Linked DNA regions of Mus musculus: region 1 is linked to region 2. The links are chromatin contacts, called in public promoter capture Hi-C maps. All regions are on one chromosome and are shown on one strand. The core of a region is the stretch at or near the end of the contact, and the rest is flanking DNA. Distances in the headings are between cores, read along the strand shown. Region 1 holds the start of Ypel2 (yippee like 2). Region 2 overlaps Ypel2 (yippee like 2).

What was found. Promoter capture Hi-C pulls out the DNA fragments that hold promoters and counts their contacts.
Region 1: a promoter capture Hi-C map of liver shows a contact between it and region 2, with 5 times the contacts expected there. The contact joins the promoter of Ypel2 here to the enhancer-like site in region 2. A contact is called at or near these places in 14 of 39 promoter capture datasets (the 3T3-L1 cell line, 3T3-L1-derived adipocytes, the C10 cell line and 7 more), 1 of 15 datasets of contacts at CTCF or cohesin (the NIH/3T3 cell line), 54 of 484 Hi-C or Micro-C datasets (the AML12 cell line, the AtT-20 cell line, the N1E-115 cell line and 26 more), 23 of 115 datasets of contacts at active chromatin or transcription factors (CD8 T cells, the SCID.adh cell line, T-cell acute lymphoblastic leukemia and 14 more) and 4 of 9 other capture datasets (adipose tissue, bone marrow-derived macrophages, liver and 1 more).

The regions. Positions count from the first base shown.
Region 1 is chr11:86,991,469-86,995,883 of GRCm38.p6, reverse strand. Ypel2 (yippee like 2) reads left to right here and starts at 2,122. Exons shown (of 5, transcript NM_001005341.3): 1 at 2,122-2,292. Gm51915 (a long non-coding RNA gene) reads right to left here. Exons shown (of 3, transcript XR_003949754.1): 2 at 3,711-3,850; 3 at 1,547-3,541.
Region 2 is chr11:86,950,658-86,955,349 of GRCm38.p6, reverse strand. The region is part of intron 2 of Ypel2 (yippee like 2); the gene reads left to right. Among named protein-coding and RNA genes, the nearest start is that of Gm51915, 30 kb to the left of the region's middle. Within about 2 kb of position 2,024, at least 94 of the 459 cell types and tissues checked have an H3K27ac peak or open chromatin away from gene starts, as enhancers often do. A contact at or near this core is called in the N1E-115 cell line, the NIH/3T3 cell line, Th17 cells and 15 more, where this site is marked.

The DNA.
Region 1 (4,415 bases), core at 873-3,372, 40 kb before region 2:
TTTTTTTTTTTTTTTCCTGGCTGGCTGATTCTATTGTTTTTCAGCCCTGTGGTTCTGTGGCCTCTTCCAGTCTCCTGCAATCACACAGCAGGCCTGCAGGGGTCCTCAGAGCACCCCACACAAGGCAGGCTTTCTTTAGCTAATGTTATCTTTTATTTAAGCACAGAACAGTAGCCTCCAATCTTGTTACATAACATACCAGTATCTCAGGGTGTTAAAACCAGTACAGAATCTACTGTTAGGCGTTAGGGAACCCGTGGATATAAACATATTTAGTAACACACTATTGCAGAAATGTAACCAATTTGATTTCCTGGTTCCTGATTTGAAATGTTAGAGTTGGAAGGGATGTCAGAAACCATCTTATTTCAGCCGTCCTTATTTATTTCTGCAGTAATGGGTATTGAACCCAGAGCCTCAAGAACCTTAGGCAAAGTCTCTACTGTGAGTTCCACCACCAGATCCCAGCCCTCCCTTCTTTTAGGCGATGGGTACTAAGGCCTAAGGGCACAGAGGAATTTAACCTCAGAAAGCAGCCTTGGGCTGGTAATCAAGCTTTTGATAATCTAAAGAATTTAGTATATCTTCTTAAAGATCCAATCTCAAGTCTTTTCAAGGTTGTGGTTAGTTAGCTGAAGGCTTTTGGACTCCAGGATTTATAATTCCCAAAGCAGTCAATTGTAAATATTGACAGTGCCCCTACACTGAAACCGGTATCTGCCGGCAAAAATGAGTGGTTTTGTTCTTACTAACGTTGGGACTTTTTTTCATCCCTAACCATGCGATGTACATTCACTGAAGACAATTTAGTTGATTGCATATGTATTAAAAACAGCTGGGTGGAGTGACAGGTGACGTTTTTGAGTCACCCGGGGATCTACCCAAATACCAGCCTGGGTTTGTGTGTAAACTGCTGCCAGATAGGAGACCAAAGGTTCCTGGGCCTCCTTCAGCACCCCAACCCCGCATGAACTTTTTTTTTTTCTCTTTTTCAGTAACCTGGCTAGCTTGGACCGATCTAACCAAGAATGACCTTAAACTTCTAACACTTCCCAAGCCTTGGGTTATAATTGGGCTATAAAGCAGAGAACCACCTTGTCCAATTACCTTGTGTTTTTTTCTCTTCTAAAATAGCAATGAAAACATGTATTTTGCCCCAACACCATTCAGAATCCCAGTGTCTTAGAAAAAAGGGTGGGTCTGCCGTGTCTCCCCCGCCCCCCCCCCCGCAGAAATTCTTTTATCAAATTGACCTGTTTTCCGGTAGGAAGACTCTGCCCCACTCCACCCACCTGGTGCCTCCCTGGACTTCCCGACTGTCATGAGTTTATTTTTTAACCCTCTCTTCCTTGAAAAGCACCACCCCACTGACCCAGAATGCCAGTTCCTCCCTTTTGGTCACCTTGACTACTCTTATTGTATTTTCTGTTGCTAATAGACCTCACTAACCATTAGCAATAGGGATCCCAGTTTCTCTATAGTCTTTCTCTATGCTCTTCCACTCTCAGTACTGGGGATCCAACCCAGGGACTCGAACACACCAGACAACCCTTTCCTAGTTTTAATTAGGAAATTTCGAGCAGGGCAGAGGAAATAGAGAATCTCCGCTTCTGAGCAGGGCATGGGTGGGCATGACGAGACTGGTACTATCTTACTAAATACACCTGCCTTGAACTCTGCGGGTCACTTTTAGTAACTTAGGCTCTGGGTCAGGAGTGGCTTAAAAAGTGGAGCGAGGAATTACTATCTAGGTTCTCAAAACAAAAGCACTGTAAATCCCACTTCCCAACATAACCCCGGGTCCTGGGAATCCCAGTAAAGCCAGACAAACAGGCTCCTATCTCAGAGAGCTCCCCCACTCTAATCACCTCTTCTCCCAGCCCTGCCCGCCAGCTGCCAGGACTGGCGGGACCCAGACCTTGCCACACTCCTCGCACGCGCGCCCCGCCAGGGCCGAGGGGCGGGTGGGGGTTGGGGGCGGGAGGCAGGGAAAGCAGGGGCGGAGTTCCGTCCTCCAGTGATTGGCTCCTGGCGGATGGGCTGCGGCCGTGCAGGGCCAACCAGTGGCGTGTTGCTATGTGCTGAGCCGATGGGATAGGCGCGGGGGCGCGTCTGTCACCCGGCAAGCCCCCAGCCCGGATTCGGAGGGATGCGGAGCGGCAGTGGCGGCGGCGGTGGCGGAGACTGTGGCTTTAAGAGCGCGCAGGGAGCGCTAGAGTCAGCCGTGCAGTCCTTCATCGCCAAGCACTCCGGAGAGCCCGGCGCTGGCCGGACCGGGCAGCCTACCGCCAGGTATGAGGGATCTCGAGCTGGGCTCGCGTGGGCGTGGGGCGCATTCCGCTCCAGTTCGGGCTGTGCGCCCTGGGGACGGTCGGGCTCCTGGGCTGCGTGCAGCCGGGCTCGGCTGGGGCGGTGCTGTCGCGGTCCCGAGGGGGCTCCCCGAAGGTTCCCGGGGTGCTAGGGGCGGGGAACGGGTTGCTGCAGCCACGTGACCGGTTTGTTTACAAACACTGGCGCGCGCTCCGGGTTCGGGACTCGGCGGGTGGCGACGAGCCGCCTGGCAAATATGGGGACCCAGAGACCTGAGCGCCAACGCCTCCCTTGTTCGGCGTGACCCACCCCCCACGGATGGCACCCGGCGGCACCCGGCTGTATGGTCGATGTCTCCATTGAGATAGTTGGGTCTGGGGCACGTCGCCCTCTAAAGTCCCCGGAGCGCTTCGGCAGCCCCAAGCCAAGGGAACCACAGCGAGTTCCTGCCTGGACGCTTCCCGGCGCCTCCCCTGCGGCCTTGCCAAGGGGTGGGCACGAACTCTGTTGCCAGACTCGCTGCGGGGGCCTCTGCGGAGAGTCCCTCCCGCAGCTGGCTCCTGCCTCTCTTCCTGCTTCAAGTTTACCTGCCTGGTTGCTGACTCCCTTCGGGTGATTTTTTTTTTTTTCCGAAACAGTGGAACCTTACACCCGTCTCCTGGCTGGCACTTAGGGGGAAGCACTGTTGCTTTGGACCCCTCGTGCAAAGAACTGCCTGCCACCTCTGACTTCACTTTTACCCACAGTTTTTAAAAAGCTGAGCGAGCATCCTCCGGTTTGCCTAGCCTTCCACGGCCCGGCTGCTGGAAATGGCAAATGCGCCGGAGCCCTGCTTTTTGGCTTCCTTGTTGATTTGTTGTTGCCACGTTGGAGGGTCTTTGAGCCACTGAGTTGGAGTCCTATTAGTCTTTTGTTCCTCATGCTTGTCTTCGTTCTCGCAAGATGGGCTCCCTGTCCAGAGCACTGAACAACAAGCCTAGGGATTACTTTTCTGAACCCCATTTACAGAACATTAGAGGCACAAAGGAATTACAGTAAACCTCATGCTTGAGGCTCTGCAGTAGTCTGCCTGGTTTGGGGGTTTACAGGATCTGGTCAGTAAGATTGGGTTGCTTTTCCTTTTGGCACACACTGCTGTAGGTTTTACCTGAGTTCAGTCCATCAGCTTTCTTAGCATTTGATATTCTTATCTTTGAGGAAGTTTCACTCTCTTTACATCATTTTGTAAATTCTGTAATTTGTCAAAAATAATGGCTTTATTAGAACATTTTCATACACATATCTCATTGTGACTGGTTCATACTTAACTATGACTGCTCCCACCCCCGGTTTTGTACTGAGCTGTGATGAGTGACTGGGTTCTTTACAAGCCCGGCCTGAGAAGAGCTGGGGAATCTTACCTTAGGCACTGTGATTTGTCCCGGATTCCACGACAGGGTCGGATGCGATAGAGCGGGGTACCTGGGCTCGTGCACTGCCTCAGTTGGGCTCTGCCTAGTTTAGGGTTCAGTAACATCACTTCTTAGATCTCTCTGCTTGCCTTGAGATAAGGGTGGGAAATGGAAAATAAAGAACACAGATAAGAATATGTGCCTTTGCCAGGCAGTGGCAGTACACGCCTTTAATCCCAGCATCTGGGAGACAGAGACAGGTGGGATCTCTGAGACCAGCCTAGTCTACAAAGCAGGTTCCAGGACAGCTAAAGCTACACAGAAATCCTGTCTCAGAAAAACAGTGACTAGTTTTCCCAGCCGGGAGTGGTGGTAAATATCTAACCCCAGTACCCCGTGAGGTAAGTTCTGATCACTGCAAGTTTGAGGTCAGCCTGGGCTGTATAAAGGGATTCCAGGTTAGGCAGGGCTATGTAGGGAGACCCTTTGTCTCAGAAAACAAACAAACAAACAAAAAAAAACAAAACCAAACAAAACCCCTTCAATTCTTTAGAACCATGATTTTCAAACTTGGCTAGGGATCCGCAGTAAGGGATACATTATAGCAATGCATGCTAGCCTGGACTAGACATTCTAGGAGGCAGTGACTGTTGCCATACTACCTGCAGTATGTATGTGCTGTTCTTTTTCCTGCTTCATTAGAAAAACAACAAT
Region 2 (4,692 bases), core at 775-3,274:
GCCAAATTGCTGAGCTTAGACCATAGATGCTTGATGGACCCAAGAACTTCAAGTAGATAATCCAAAGAATTAAAGTAGCAAAGGATGCGAGGCCGGGAAACTCGGTCAGCTCTGAGAGAAAGGGCTCACTCAGCTCATTGGAGGAATTGGACGGTGTGGGATCGATCAGCTGTGACGTGGGTTGACTCAGAAGGCAGTGAGTTTGCTCTAAAAAGTGAGATTTGGTTGCAATTCAGGCAAGAATCATGTGGGTCTGTGAAATAAACAAGATAACGTCCTGTGTTGTGTTTGGAGGGCTTCCAGGACACTGAGCTCAGCCCACCACACGGACTTCCAAGGGACCGTGGTCACCGGAGGGAACATTTGCTCTGAATGTCCCAAACAACCTTCTAATCCTCCTTTGTCAAGGGCAGGATTTTTAAGGAGCCTAAAAAAGCTAAAAGCTAACGTCTTAGCTTTGAATTATTTATTTCAAGTGTTGTGCAACAATCATTGAGTAGTGAGTTGGAGAAGCTGTTTTTAGTCCGGGGTGCAGAGCATTCCCTGGGTGGTCCTCAGCCTTAAACACTGGAGGCCCATAAATCAAGTTTTTGTTTTCTCTTTCGTTTACTCAGAGCAAACCAACTCTGAACTGGTTCACTGTATGTAACAAAACTCATAGGAAGCTGACTGGCAAGTCAGAATTCGAATTCGTTAACTCACAGTGGTGTGCTTAACCCTGAAGGCTTGCACTCTGTGCTGCCTCCTTGAAGGTAAACTCACTTGAGCGAGATGATTAAATCTGTACCGTTAAGTAAGTATGGCATTGGAGCAGAGGCATTTGACTAGCCTGTGAGATTTCACCAGTTCTGACGGATTGTCCCATCCTCTCGTCATTAAAGGGACAGCTTTCCCCAGTGAACACCTGCTCGGGAAATTTCGGGACCTGAAGTCAGAAGCCATAGACTTTGACCTACACAAGCTGTAGGAAGCTGGAGGTTCCTGTAGGCTCTGGGCTTTACTTAAACTATAACATGCATTGTAGCCTGTAACAACTCCGGAGCCTGATAGTACATTCATTTAAGTCCCTTCTTTAGGGTGTCATGTATACACAATACCCTTGTTACCCAAGCTTAATTTTCCAGGGCTTGCTTATTTATTTCTTAACCACTTTGTGCTTTCTGCATCTGCAAAGTGGTTGGGTGGGGTTAATTTAATTTCCTCATCATATTGCTTGGAGGATTGTGTTCAGATCATATACCAGGCATAGTAAGTACCATATCAGCATGAGCCATGACTGTTACATCCAGCCTTCCCCCTAAGCCCCCCCACCCCCCCACTTTGTTTTTTTCAAGAGTTTACTACATATTGTGTGGTTCTCTCTACCATGTGACCTGGGGAATTAACTTGTCATCAGACTTGGCGAGTGTCTTAACCCGCTGTGCCATCTTGCCCTTGCCCACCCCCCTACAGTGAACCACTTCAGTCTCATGCATTATTAACTCTCCAATTTCACTGCAGCAATTGCTAAAAGTATGTGGAAAGCATGGGGTGGGTTTGTTTGTTTGTTTGTTTGTTTGTTTCTGTAGAGCGTGTGGCTTTAGCCTTGGAAGGTGCTAGAAGTTTATTCTTCGGGAGTCCATTGGTTTAACCACAGACTGCACAGTTATCCTTAGAACTCTAAGGGTATTTCATTAGCAAGTGACCCATGGATTTCGGGAGTGGTGCAGACTGAAATATGAGTCAGCAGATATTTTGATTTTTATATTGCTTGATATATTTTAAATATTGATTATGAAATATAAATATTGGTATTTGTACTTTGAGCACAGCATCTTTAGATAATAGTAACTCTGAATTATTTTCAAAGGCCCTGGTGACTTTGACCTCCAACATGAATACTCTTTTAGAAGTTTTTAGTTTTATGTTTGAATTGCAAAGGGCCCAGTAGCTGGCTGCCATTACATCATTCCACCACTCCCAGTGGCCAGTTCAGAAAAGGTCGCTTTCCTAAGCAGGCCTTGTGAGGGTGACTCGCCAGCCAGCCTTTGTCCTAGGGGACAGGGTGTGTGGTTTGGGGCGGCGTCCTCTACTCTGTGGAGCTGAAGACTGTGTCTTTGCCAGTCCTTGTTTCTCTGAGCAGAGGACCGCTTCGAGCTGGCAACATCTGTCTTCTCACGTTGTGCTTATGTGGGGATTTACCACTCAAACCCACTGCCACGGCCTGGGAGGCTTAGCCTGCCCTTAGTTCACCAAGTCTATCTGAGGCCCTAGCACAGTGGGGACAGAGCCTGTGGTGATTTGGAAGGGAGTCTGGGAGGCCTGTTGTGAGCTCCCTAAAAGCTATCCTTGTATGAAAGGAAACACTTATTGAGGAAGCTTAGTAAGACCTTTCTATGTAGCAGGCTGCATGCCTACTGTACGCACACATGAGCTTAGTTATCACAGCATCCCCGTCTAGCACTGTTCTCAAACCTTTCTTTCTGTATGTGGGTGCCCAAGGCTCAGGAGTGACTCACCCAGGGATGTGCAGCCAGTGAGAGCTGGCCCAAGGCTTTCTAAGCACCAAAGCTGCCAGCATCCTCATTACCAAACATGAGGCAGACATGACTGTGAGCAGGGGCATCAGGTCCTCAGGCCCAGCCTTGAAACTACTGGACACATGGCTCAACAGGTGTGGGGTAGGTCTCAACACCACCAGGCATAGACCCCAGACTTTTGGCAATGAATGGAAGCACCAAGGCCCTGGATCCTCTGTGCACAACAGATATTTCTTCCTTTAGAACCAGTCCCTTCCACCCCACCTTCTGTGTGCTTAAAGAAGGGGAGGGTGAATGGGACCCATAGGCCAAAGTTATGGAGGAGCGACCTCCAGGAGGCCATCCCGCAAGAGCTCCTTTTTTTTCTGTTTTTGACATTGTCTCCCTATTGTAAGTCACTCTGGGTCATATGGTACTCAGCTCAGCAACCCGGAGGCAGTTCTTCTGCTTCTGCCTCTGACTCCGGTGCTGGGATTACAAGGCACACCATTGTGCCAGGCTCACACCAATCCCTATGTGAAAGTTTTGGGTAAGTCATGAAGATACACGAATGGTGACCTATGTCCCAGTGTGGAAATCACAGTCAGGAAATTCCTTTATAATTAACCCGTCTCCCCTGTTTCCATGTGAGTCCATTTCCTTTGACACTTGTTGTTGTAGGGATGATGGGAGAAGTCCCTTGCAGAAATCCTTGCTCGTAGCTAAACCGCACATGTGTTCTCATTCTGGGAGTTTCTAGCATTTCTAGATTCCCCACTCTTACACCTTTCCATGGTCCAGGGAGGATCTAGCGCTATTTACTTGGGTTCCAGCCTGTTGCCCTGATACTAGATCCGTTCCCCCCCCCCAAGACATTAATGATATAAAGAGAAAAGAATGAGACTGAATAATAGGAAAGTGGCTGACCTGACCCTTTCTCATAACATGCCACATCTGTTTCCTGCTGGGTCAGGGGTGGCGCCAGCCAAAATTCCAAAGGAAAAGATCTTACTAATCCTCCTGTCCCTCTACTGAAACACTCGTTACCACCCTGATGAGATGCTCTAACGCCTCTTAAGTATAGTGCCTTGTGCAGCGCTATGGAGGTAGAAGTGAGCCTGCCTAGCAGACGCCGAGGCAGGAGAGAGAAAGGATGATTGGTCCCTGGTGCTGTGAGATTTCTTTTTGGAGTGTGAGAATGTTCTGGAATTAGACAGTGACAATGATTGTACAACCTGTGACTGTACCAAGAGTCACTGAATGTTATATTTAAGTCACGTTTCCATTCTTATGTCTCAAGCACTTTTGAGTCAGAATCTCCTCTTCTATTCCAGGCTGGTCTTGAACTCACGAACCTCATTCTTTTCTTATGAAGACATTTGAAGCTTCACCCTTTGTCATTCTAAGAGAGAGGCTGGGGAAGGATCAAGCTGTCAAGAGTACTTGTTGCTCTTGGTGTAGACCTGGATTTGATTTTCAGCACCCCTATGATAAAGCATGAACAGCCATGAGTTTAGTTCCAGGGGATCTGATGCCCTCTTCTGACCTCTGGGCACCAGGCATACATGTGATGCGGCGCTCATGTACAAGCCTATATAAATCACTTGGACACATAAAAACTTTTTTTTTTAAAGACCAAAAGATCAAAGTTACCAAAGAAAAGGAGGCTTGAGGGATTGAGTCAGCTTTCCATCTCTTCCTCAGGCTCCTGAGAAGCCTTCAGTGAGAGATTGTTAAGCTCACCGTTCTTAACTGGCCTGTCAAGCAGGCGTGATAGCCATTCACAGATGTAAAAGAAGAGCCAAGAGATGCGCTGGTGGGAGCTGCAGTGTCAGATTTGGAACCTGCCCCTTCTGGGGTGACAAGTTCCTCATACCTTAGATGATCAAGGGCCCAGTCCACTCCCAGAGGTCACACCTGCTCCCCACACCTCTGCATTCAGCTACCTCCACCCCTGTTACAACTGTGTGCTGCCGAGCCAAAGCCTGTTTGTTTTTCTTATTTTTGAGACAGGGTCTTGCTGTGTAGCCCACACTAACATCAGACCTGCATTCCTTCTTAACAAATGTGTTCCACCACACTGGGATCCAGCAGTTCTACTTTAAGAAGGAATCACTGCCTTCCAGACTCCCAAACAGGGCCAGAAATGAGCGGTTTTGGCTACCAAACAGGAAACTCAGAGCCCTTTCCGTTT